2 separate regions of the Gossypium hirsutum genome follow, and region 2 is linked to region 1. A link is a contact called in public Hi-C data. All regions are on one chromosome and are shown on one strand. Each heading gives the region's core, a stretch centred on a gene start, on an enhancer-like site or on the middle of the called end of the contact. The rest is flanking DNA. Distances are from core to core; before and after follow the strand shown.

What was found. Hi-C and Micro-C count contacts between places; a contact is called where the count stands out from the background.
Region 2: a Hi-C map of leaf shows a contact between it and region 1, with 2.4 times the contacts expected there. The contact joins the enhancer-like site here to the promoter of LOC107910303 in region 1. A contact is called at or near these places in 2 of 34 Hi-C or Micro-C datasets (both in leaf).

Annotation. Positions count from the first base shown.
Region 1 is chrD02:17,406,458-17,412,545 of Gossypium_hirsutum_v2.1, forward strand. It overlaps LOC107910303 (cytochrome P450 81C13), which reads left to right and starts at 3,306. Exons shown (of 2, transcript XM_016838113.2): 1 at 3,306-4,342; 2 at 4,980-5,719. The coding sequence starts at 3,446. The coding sequence ends at 5,618.
Region 2 is chrD02:17,684,328-17,690,398 of Gossypium_hirsutum_v2.1, forward strand. No RefSeq gene overlaps it. Among protein-coding and RNA genes, the nearest start is that of LOC107910726, 30 kb to the right of the region's middle. Within about 2 kb of position 2,829, at least 3 of the 9 cell types and tissues checked have an H3K27ac peak or open chromatin away from gene starts, as enhancers often do. A contact at or near this core is called in leaf, where this site is marked.

The sequences.
Region 1 (6,088 bases), core at 2,056-4,555:
TATCCAACATGAACGATGCTTAAAAACCTATGAACTTACAAAATATCAACTTAATCCCATCAAAACTTTGTTTTAAAGCTTCTAAATCATCAAAACTAAATAAAAATGGCTTAATTGACTTACCGCTTTAAACCTTAAAAATTTAGTTTTTCCTTTTTTTTTCTTTTTTTTTCCTGCTCTGTTTCGAATGCCTCTGTACTTTCTTTCTTTTGTTTTATTTTCCTTTTCTTTCCTTTTGTTTTGTTTTATTTGTTCACTAATTTAATTACTTTAATATAATAATAATTAAAACAAATATCTTTTTAATAATTAAATATAAGTATTACAAATTCATGTATTTTATTAGTACACTTGTATTAAATTATCACCATACATTTGTCTTTATTTCTTAATATAATATTTATAATATAATTAATTTAAAAATATACTTTATAATTAATTTATATATTTATATAAATAAATAATATAAAAATCTAAGATTTTTACAATCTTATGCCGCCTCAACCTCCAAATGTGGCTTAATTGCCCATTTGGTCCCTATTATTTTCATTTAATCTATAATTAAACTTTTACCCTTTATTTAATTTAATCTTTTTTTTACTAATTACTCTTAATTAGGCTAAATTCACCTAACTAAAACCTAATTAAACACACAATTAATCTAGTAAATATTTCTAATAATAATTTTCGAACTCAATTTACTAAGATGGAGGCCCGATATTATACTTTTCCGATGCCCGTGAATTTTTGGGTCATTACAATCACCTTCTACAATTTCACCATAAAAAAACGTACACGAAAAACACCCCGTTATTCATCTCCAACAAAATTTTTGAACTCTCCTACTAAACACAACAAGTTCACTATTCTATATATGCTAGAGAAGCAAGAGGTGGAGATAAAATATCAAATTTTAAATTTTTATATTAAAAAAAACTTATTTTAAAAAAAATTACACTTGTAATAAAGTGGTGGAGCCACTCTAAATGGCTCCACCAAATAAAATATTATTTTTTTAATTTTAAATATAATTTTAAAATATACATTTAAAATATTATAAAACAAATAATAAATTTGAAAGGTCATATCTTTAAAAATAATATATTTTAAATGTTTTATAATATTAAAAAATTATATTAAAAAATATTTAAAACATACATTTAAAATATTATAAAACTAACAATAAAAAAATAAATAAAACAAACAAATAAAATAAATAAAGGATAAATAAATAAATAAACTGAAAAAGTAAATAAAGAAAAACAAAATAAATAAAACGAAAAAGGACAAACAAATGGAAAAAAAAAGGAACAAATGAAAAAAAAATTGTTTCAGGGTGTTTGAATAGGCAGTAGAATAGTGTAGGGTGTTGAAATTTGGTGACGATAAATTATTTGGCTTCACTGATAAAAAGGTAAAATTACTTAGAACTCCTATTTTCTCAAAAATTAAAATATATTTTTTATTATTTTTATAAGTGGCGTTATTTTATATGACTACATTAAAAAATTAATATTTTTATCTAGATTGTTGACGTGACATGTTAGTGGCGCCAAACACTTGAGCTCCACTAATTTTTATCGTAGATTTTGAATTATTTTTGTATTTTATTAAAAAATAAATCATTTAGGTAATTAATTGTTTTTTTTGGGATTAGTTTGATAAAAAAAACCAAATATGATAGAATCCCCTTGTTTTATCGTTGGCATTGCGGTGAGAGCGAACTCCACTCGACATTTTAACTCAGTATTCGACTGATTTGTTGTCAGGAGAATTTAAGAAATTAAAGACTTCACTGGTTTCCTCGTAACGCGTTTTTCTTCTTTGAATCTCAATAAAGAAGTGCATTAATTGGCCTTTCAAGGATTTCTGAATTAATTATCTCACCAACTAAACAGTCATAATTACTTATTTTGGTCCCGGAATTTTTCTTTCTCAAATTCGATCATGAGGTTGGCATAAAAAATATAAGAAATATATATTTTAAAAATCCAAAAAAATATAACTCAAAATTTAAAATTTAAAATTTAAAATTAGTTAAAATTTCAAAACATATATATAAAAAATTCGAAAAATAAAAATTAAAAAATTAAAAATTGAAAATATAGAATAATCAAAATTGACTTCTTTCAATTATTATTATTATTTTTCAATTTTTTGAAAGTTAAACTACTTTTTTTTTCTGGATTTTTATATTTTCATTTTTTTTTTGTAATTTATAAAATTTAAAATGTGTTTTTATTTTTTTATTGTTTGAATTTTTTATTATTTTTGAAATTTTATTTATATTCAATTTTTTGAATTTTTAGAATATATATTTTTTAAAATTTATTAGAATAATTAAAAAAGACATGTTTTGTTGCTCTTTATCCAGGTGTCACGTCCGTGGATGATCACATGAACAAATTATGTTAACCGTAAGAATCAATATACCAAGTCATGGAGCAATTTGACTAAAAGAAAATTCAAGGGACAACATGGCCTATCCATATTTAAGCCTAATTTATAAGAATGATTTATTAGTCATTTGAAAAGACTGATAGGAAAAAATTTTCAGACTGAGTAGAACCAGTCTTGATAAAAGATAAAAGCATGGAGCCACAAAAGATAATGACATTATTTAATAATTACATATTGCAGTGTGGGTAATTTAAATAAAAAGTTATATACGAAAATGATTTTTCTTTTTGCAGTATTCCTTCAGATTTAATGGTCACACCACCTTTCAATCATGACTCAATTATTGTATTTTTTAAAATATAATTGTTACCAACATATATTTTTTAAAATATTCGTAAAAAATATAGGTATTCGTGGAAGAAAAAGAGAAAAAAAAGAGTATTTTTTAGTAGGTGTCACTGTCTTGAGCAGCATCGGAGAAATTTACAAAAAATTATTATCTTGTCAAATTGAAAAAGAAATTATCAGAAATTTTTATTGGTGTTATTAGGTAAAAAAAATATTTTTTTGGTGTCGTTGTGTTGTTCGGTGACATTGGTATTAGATAATTAAAAAAATTAATTTTTCTTTTAGTGTCACCAAATTGTTTGTGTCATCTGATTGTCTGGTGGCATTGATGAAAAATCGGTAATACCTATTAAAAATGTTTTTTTCTCTCCTTAAATATCTGTATTTTTTGCAACTATTTTGAAAAATACATATTGTCCCCGTCTATGTACCCAAAAAAATATTTTTATTTTTTAAAAATCATCGTTTGGGTGGTACTGGGTCTGACCGCACTATGTCTATGTACTCAAGAATTTGATGCTATAATAAACAGGCCATGATTTTTTTATCGAAGTCAATAGTGATTTTTTTTTTTTGAGTCATTTTGGAAAAAACAAAGGCCTACACTGTGTCCATCTACTCAAGAATTTGATGCTATATAATTTCAGGGCCTCTCCCTCTTTCTTCAGTCAGTGTCTCTAAACAAAGCGTTCTTCATATGGTTTTCCTGTTTGTTTCCATGGAAAACCTGTACCATTACCTTGTAATCATCTTATTCATTCTTCTCACCATCAAGCTTTTGATTCATAAAACCAAAAATTTACCTCCGAGTCCCTTTTCTCTGCCAATTATTGGCCACCTTCACCTCATCAAAAACCCACTTTACCAATCACTGGCCACGTTATTATCCAAATATGGCCCTGTTTTATATCTCAAATTCGGTTGCAGACATGTCCTTGTTCTTTCTTCTCCTTCTGCTGTTGAAGAATGCTTGACCAAGAATGATATAATATTTGCAAACCGGCCTCGTACTATGGCCGGGGATCTTATGACGTACAACTACACTACTTTCGTTTGGGCTCCTTACGGATCACTTTGGCGGAACCATCGCCGTCTCAGCGCTGTTGAGATCTTCTGTTCTAACAGCGTTGAAAAGTTTTCTTCCATACGTGAAGAAGAAGTTGCGGACTTTGTTCGTCGCTTGTTTGAGGTCTCATCAGGCAACGGCACCCAAAAGGTGGACTTGAAGTACTTGTTTTGTCTCTTGACGGCGAATGTCATGTGGAGGACGGTGGCCGGAAAACGTGGGGTCGAGGATCCTAAGGACGTGGAGGCAGAAAAGATGTTCTTCACGGAATTTAAGAGCTTGTTTTTTCCGAGCCTAGGGACCAACATATGTGATTTCTTCCCAGTTTTGAGGTGGATTGGTTTCCTAGGGATTGAAAAGAAATTGAAAGAAATACATAGGAGAAGAGATGAATATCTTCAGAATTTAGTAGATGGGATAAGATTAAATATAAGTAAGAAGAATTTTTCGCTGATTGAAAGGCTTCTGTCTCTTCAACAAGACGACCCTGACTTCTGTCCCGATCAAGTCATCAAGACCATGGTTTTGGTAGGTTGCAACTTGCTTTTCAGTCTTCTATATCAACTTGTTTCTAAATTTGAAAATTTTAGTAAGTAGCATTCAAATTCATTGACTATGGTTTTGGTAGGTAGCAACTTGCTTTCTAGTCTTCTATATGAAGTTGTCTATAAGGGTATTGTGTAAAAGTAATAAGTTATATGGCGTGATTAGAAGATTTTAAAAATAATAGTCAAAATTTTCAAAATACCAAAAATACATGATTAAGAATATATGACTAAATTCATAATTTATGTATCATATATGGACTAATAATGGAATTTGACCATATGACATTATAGATTTTCACACTTTTTAAGTGATGGCAACAGGAAAGGACGGGTCGTTTTTTGTCCTCCCCAACCCGACCCGATGCTCTACTGTCATGTCCAGACTTCAAAAAAATTGTAATTAATAATATTTTCTCTGTCTGAGTAGCAGAACTGGGTACATTAAACTTTTCATATGCCTTTATTTGAATATATGTCACATAAAAAGATAAAATGTCCGAGTAACATAAAAAAATGGGATGATCTTTGTTTGACAGTTTTCGTTGAAGTTATGAGTAATCTATCAAAGCAAAAAGTGGGAAACAAATTATCTGTTTTCTAACATTGGCTTGCAACAGATGATGTTCATTGCAGGAACTGAATCTACGGCTATTACAATGGAGTGGACAATGGCACTCCTGCTGAGTCATCCAGAGGCTTTGCAGAAGGCAAGAGACGAGATCATTCGCCATGTTGGACATGAGCGCCTGCTAAATGAATCAGATCTTCCCAAACTTCCATACCTTCGTTGTGTTGTAAACGAGACACTAAGGTTATATCCCGCAACACCGCTTTTATTGCCTCATTGCCCATCTGAAGATTGTGTGGTGGATGGATATGAGATACCTAAAGGCACAATACTCTTGGTCCATGCTTGGGCCATCCAAAGGGATCCTAGCATATGGGAGGAGCCAACCAAGTTCAAGCCTGAAAGATTTTATGAGGGAACTTTGGAAGACAAGGAAGGATTCAAATATCTTCCAAAATATCTTCCATTTGGACTTGGAAGGAGAGCTTGTCCTGGCAGAAACATGGGCTTACGGTCCGTTTTGTTGGCAATTGGTGTTTTTATACAATGCTTTGAATGGGAAAACGTAGGGTCAGACAAGGTGGATATGACACCAGATACTATTGGATTGTCTATCTTCAAGGCTAGGCCTTTGGAGGCTTTGTGTCGCCCACGGCCTGATGTGATTAAACTTCTCTCCCAACTTTAGAGCGTTCATCGTTTAGTATCTACCCAATTCCAGATTAGCCATTTGATCTTTTAAATGGCATATATTATGCACTTGAGCATTTAAACTGTTTTGTTTTGATATTTAGATTGATGCTTGTTAGAACATTTTCAAATATTTATAGTATTTTAATAACTATAAATGAATGGGTGTAATTAATCAAAAGATAAATCTTTTGATCATTGGTCAAAAGTTATATCATTTGATTTTTAAAAAATAATTATAACTATTCAAACAATATTACAATATTACTTGAATAGTTATAAAATTAAATGAATAATTATTATTTATCTATTCATAAAGACACCTATTGAAAAATGTCTTTACGAAGAGACATGAAAATTCCTATAAATAGGAATGAAATTTCATTTGAAAAACACACCAACAAGTTCTAAAAGTTTTTTCTATCCTTCCTCATTTTCTAATATTATTAGATTGTTTTATAAAGAGTT
Region 2 (6,071 bases), core at 1,579-4,078, 280 kb after region 1:
TTAGATTTATTATTCGATATTTTTACATTTCAAAAATTGTATCGTTTTATTTTGGAACTGTGACATGAGACATAGGATTTGGGTTTTTTTATAGCCTGCATGACTTATAATTTGACCTTAGGACATCGAAATATGGATTTTAATTATTATTGCATGAAATATAATTTTTATTTAAATTAAGTTAATTGTCACTTTTCTGCTTCTAAGTAATAAATTAAATCTTGGATAGTAAATAAATTAAAACTAACTAAGTTTTCAAAAGGTAAAACACTGTTACAAGAAAAGTCGATTTTTGTTAACCCATGAGTTGTTTTTCTAAAATAAACAAATGTTTTAATATGTCCGTTTTAAAAACTCTAATAATTTACTGGGCCATTTCCATTGCTAATTTAATCTTTTGAATTCGGGCCTAATGTTTAGGTCGGGTTGAAGAGGTTACAAGAGGAGGATATTGCTTCCAAAAAGCCAATTCTTATAGCATTTTCAGGAATTACCAAATTTTCAAGCTTTAATTTTTAGGTTTTCAATTCACCTCATTTTGTCTTATTACAAGTTTATGTAAATTTTATAAAGGAAAAATAAAATTTTGATCAACGGAAAATAGGATTATTGAGGATATTCTTACATTTCAAAATCCTTTGATAATATGATATTACAAGTAATTACAATATTTAGTAATATAAGGGTAATCTCAATACTATCTATTTTTAAAGTAATCTTACATTACTTGGTAATGTGAGATTAGTAACAACTTTACTCCATACATGATGACTTTAATCCATTTTCGTTAAACCAAAACAAAAAATACTAAACCACAAGATCTTACATTTTAATTAAATGAATTAAACATGATACTCGACATACTTGCAAGGACGAATTCAAAATTGAAAGGAGGGGAGAATTGAATTATAATTTTTTGAGATGTCAAAAATATAATATTATCATTTTTTTATTTTTTATTTTTTATTTCATTTTTAGAGGATAAAAATACAAATCCATAATTTTATCATTTATGACTGAACCAAATTGCAATTCCCTCCCCCCGCCCCACAAATTTGCCGATGCATATTAGTAATACGTTAATAGTATTGCATTCTAATACTTATTCTCAAATTTTCATACTCAAATTTCCATTTCTCCAATTATGTCATAGTGCCAAAGAAGTGAAAAGGTGTTTGTCATTACCTTCCATCAATTTTTCAATTCATTTTACCAAAAAAAAAAAGTTAACATATAAGTTGGTATCTAAATTATACTTTTTTTCAATTTTAGTATCCAAATTTTTGTCACAATTCGTACTTAAACTACTTTTTTTTTCAAATTAGTACCTCCGTTAATCAAATCTTTAAGTCTACTTAAAAAAGGCTTAACCTACAAATTGGTATCTAAATTATGTTTTTTTCATTTTTGCACCTAAATTTTATTTTTGGTTACAAGTGGTACTTAAACTAACTTTTTTTCTCAAATTGGTGGTACTCTGATGGTTTAATAGTTAGTTAAACAATTAAGTCTATTTCAATAAAAAAAATAAACACTTAAAAAATGACATAAGGAAAAAAAGAAAAAAATTTATTTTCTCTTACATATGTATTTATTCATTTTATTTTTTATTTTTTATTTATTCAGAATCAAACCGATGGTTGAACTGATCAAGCCACGAATTCCAGTTTGATCAAATACTGAAAAATCATAAAAACAAAAAAAATATTTAAAAATGGAATTAATGACTGACATGTCGACCTTGAGAGGTCAAATTTTGAGTATTGTTGGTATTACCAAACATTATAAAATAAGAAGAAAGGAAAACAAAAGGAAAAATTAAAAAAATAAAAAAAATAATGTAAAAGAAAAAAAAGTGAAATCAAATAATTAAAAATATTTGTTAAGTTTATTCATTGATTTTTTTAACGAATATAACATTTTGGTGCAAAATGAGTAACAAAATAATAGTTTAGGTACTACTTATGACAAAAAAATGTTTAGGTATCAAAATGAGAAAAATAATAATAATTTAGGTACCAAGGTACCAATTTGGGGAAAAAATTAGTTTAGGTATCACTTATGACCAAAAAAGGGTTTAGGTAAATAGATGGAAAAAAAAGGTATAATTTAAGTATCAATTTGCGTTAAGAAAAAAAAAACAAAATGATGCACCATCAATTAGGGGTAATATCAGTTCCGTTTGGTTAGGTTTTTTAGATTTTTTGAACTATCTATCATAATTCGGTTTGGTTTGGTTCAATTTTTAGTTTTTCATATTAATTATTTGTTTTGGATTTTTAGACTTATTTTGACAAAATGAACTATGTTTTATGACTTTTTTCAATGTTATTTGACAAAGTTTCAAAAAAAATCATAAATATCTCTAAAAAATAATAATTTTTCAAGAACTTTTAAATTATTTTCACTATTTTAAATATAAAATATTTATATTTATATTTATATTTATATAATAAAGAATAGAATTCGATTAAGCTTCGAGCAATTCTCATTTTTAAATTTATATTTCATAAACCCAAGTAACCTAATTGGGGTTAATTTTCAATTTTTCTTCAGAAAATGATACAACCACTTAAAAATTACTAAAGTAGAGTAGTTATTTCCAACTTTAAAATGTCAGTCATTTAACGTCTTTCATAAAGCCTTTGAAACTTCAAAAAGTTGAATGGATTAACCAATAACCATGGATTAGGGGTAAAGGTGCAACTTATGCTATAGCCCATAGAGCATAGACCCCAAAATTCATTTAGGAGAAAGTAGATGGGGACTTTCGGCTGAAGAGAGAATTTCGAAATGTTAAAGCAAAACTTGGTTTGACTATAATTTCTTTTAGGCCCATCAATTGCTGCAAATGGCTAACATTGACGTGCACCAACTATCACACTATATGTGTAGACCCAAATCTCTTGGACTTGGTTACCCGCCCACCCAACTCGCCTAAGTGAGGTTTTTGGAATTTTTCCAATAGTTTATTGTAATTTTGGTTTGGTTTGATTCTCACTTGTCTCGTATTAATCTTTTCTTGTTTTGTATTTTAATTTTATTTTAGTAAAATGAGTTTCGTTTTACAGTTTTTGAATTTTATTTGACAAAGTTTTAAAATCATTTTCATAAATATTTTTAAAGAATAATAAATTTTCAAGTAAATAAAAAAAATCAATAACTTTTATATGATATATTTTGAAAAAATATATATAAAAATTTTAATTTATTTTCACTATTTTAAACCTAAAATATTTATTTTTATATTATAAAATATATTTGGGTGGTGCTCTGAGATCCTTGGTGCCAGCTTGTAAAATAAATAGTAAATATTTATTAGCACATAAAATGTAATACTTCTTTTAAACGAGAATTACCTAAACTTGTAGACATAATATGCTCACGAGTTCAACCTGAAATATTATACAAAATTTAAAAGGCGAGATGATTGCCAAAATGATCCATACAATCAGTTTTAACTCTTCCTAAACTATTACTTTTTTTATAGTGTATATGCGATGGAGGTTTTTTAACTCTATGAAATTGTCATTAGTCTCATTTATTTATTTTTTTAATTTTTAATATCAATTATGATAAACTCAAGTGAGAACGAGTAAAGGGAAACAGATAGGAGATAGTGAGATACATTGAGATGTTGGGCATTAATGTTATATAAGTTGGATGGATATTTAGAAGTTGTTATCCATTGGTACAAATGCAACCAAAATAGAATGATGTTCATACCCTTATCATTACATTCAACTCCAACATCAATTCCAGTCTCTGAACATAAGAGATAGGGTAGGGTTGCACACTCTGGGTTTTGCCAAATTAGACCCAGAGATTGGTTGGTTTTTGCCGCCAATATTAAATGACTTGGGTGGCAGTATTGACCCCCTAATGCCCTAAACCAAAAAAAAAAAAATCTACCAATGGTGCTTTCTTTTTGCCCATATAGAGGGGTAATTGAGGCCTAAATTTCATTCACAGATAGCTTGTATTGGCTTTTAACGGTAATCCCATAAGACCCCACTGCCAACTAGGGTTGAAATTCAGCCTGAATTTTGCAGGTAAGAAGCCTATCACTAGGACCACTGTACCCCCAACTATGTCACAAACACTTATTGACTGCCATTGGCTTTTCTTTTTATCTTTTCCTCACTGTTTAATACAAACTCTTGATTAGTTTCAAATGCTGTTTAAGCAGCTAGATCAGCATCAAAATGATTTAACATTAAATTTTGGCAACAGTGGTTCATGTGTCCATTTCTTATATTGTCCACATCTGTGTTTGAATCTAGTGGCACTGGCGTGGTTCATTCAATAATTTTTGGCCAAGGCTTTTGAGGTCCCCAAGTTCGACCATTCTTTGAAAACACATTTTCCATCAAAAGATCGAAAAAATTTATCCTTGCATTAATACTACTACTACTTACGTACGCATGTTAAAGCATTACAATGAGTTCATGAGCCGTCCACATTAGGAGTTTGATTGTATATAATCGACATAGCACAAATTACAATAGGCAAAGTTAATTGCAAAAAAACAGAGGGCCAAACCTATACTAGACTATAATTGGCAACGTACATAGCTGGCTGCATTAGCCTGCAGGTTTACAGTTTCTTCCGCCGCCCTTCAATAACATCGTATGCGACATAAATTATATCATGATAGTAGTGCCAACCATTGAAATGTTTGGGAGAAAGAACAAACTACAAAGGGTAATTAAATGCCAACATTTTGGTTCAAATTTTGTGGGCCGAAACTATAATATTGAAAACAGTTATCCTCGTTTACATGTTCTCCACCTTAAATTTAATCTAAATTAGGTTGAGTTTGTTTTATTGAAAATGATTCTCGAAAAATAATTTATTTTTTTGAAAAAGCTAATATTTTCTGGTGTTTAGATTAACCTGTGTTAAATATTTTTGTTGTTTGGCAGATTTCTTGAAAATATTTTATGAAAGTTATTTTTAATGAAACAAACATACATTTAAGATTTATAATAAGTTGTGAATTGATTACAAAGTGATATTAGGGTGAAATTATAGTAAATAATGAATCTTCATGATGTTAAAGATTAAATTGTAAATTTTATGAAATTTATAATTGAAACAAGAGAAGTGATATGCATGAAAATTTGTTATGTGGAATAAGATATTAAAATGAATTATTTGATTAAAGTGTTTATATGGTGAAAAATAAATTACATGGCAATAGGGACTAAATTGAAAAATGTACAAAAGTTTAAGTGTGAAACAATTTAATATGTGACTAAATAAATTATGGTAAAAGTTTAATGAATATGTTATGAGATGATGAAATATGCATAAAGTATTGTAAAAGTGAAATTGTGGAAAAATATGGAATTTTTATGATGACAAGGACTAAATTGTTAAACTTGAGAAAATATGTGGATGAAATTATAGAAATGAAATATAGAGAAATTTGATATGTGATTAAAGTGTAACAAGAAAGAAAATTGATTTAATATGATTAACCTGTGAATGTTGAACATTTATGACAAAAAGGGACTAAATTAAAAAGTTATGAAAGTTTATAAGAAAATATTTGATAAGTGAAAAATATAGTAGAGAATGTAACATTCCGGTACTTTGACCCGATATTCGGGACAGGTATGATGGTATTACAGTGAACAGAGCCTTATCAATTTAGAAAATGTATTATAAAAAAAATTTGATAAGACATTTTACAAGAATAAAAAAATAAATTTACATTGATTGAAAAATTTTTAACATTGGTTATCCTATTTTACATGAAACAAACGTCGAAAAATACTCAAAATATTTTTCGTAAGAATTTTTAATCGAGTTTTGTTTATCAAACTTGACAGAGTCTGACAAAATAAAATAATTAAATATGGCAGTGACCGTGCAGGCTTCAGCCCCACAGCCACAAATATACATGGACTGGAAATGACGATTAATCATTTAGGCAGACGATGGACAGATGGAGGAGAGTGATAAGTCAATGTATATCCTTTGATGAAATGAATGAAGTTTACAAGGTTAATAAAGCCTGGACAACTCATTAATGCTCAAGAGGTCAAGAAGGATGAAATTGAGCT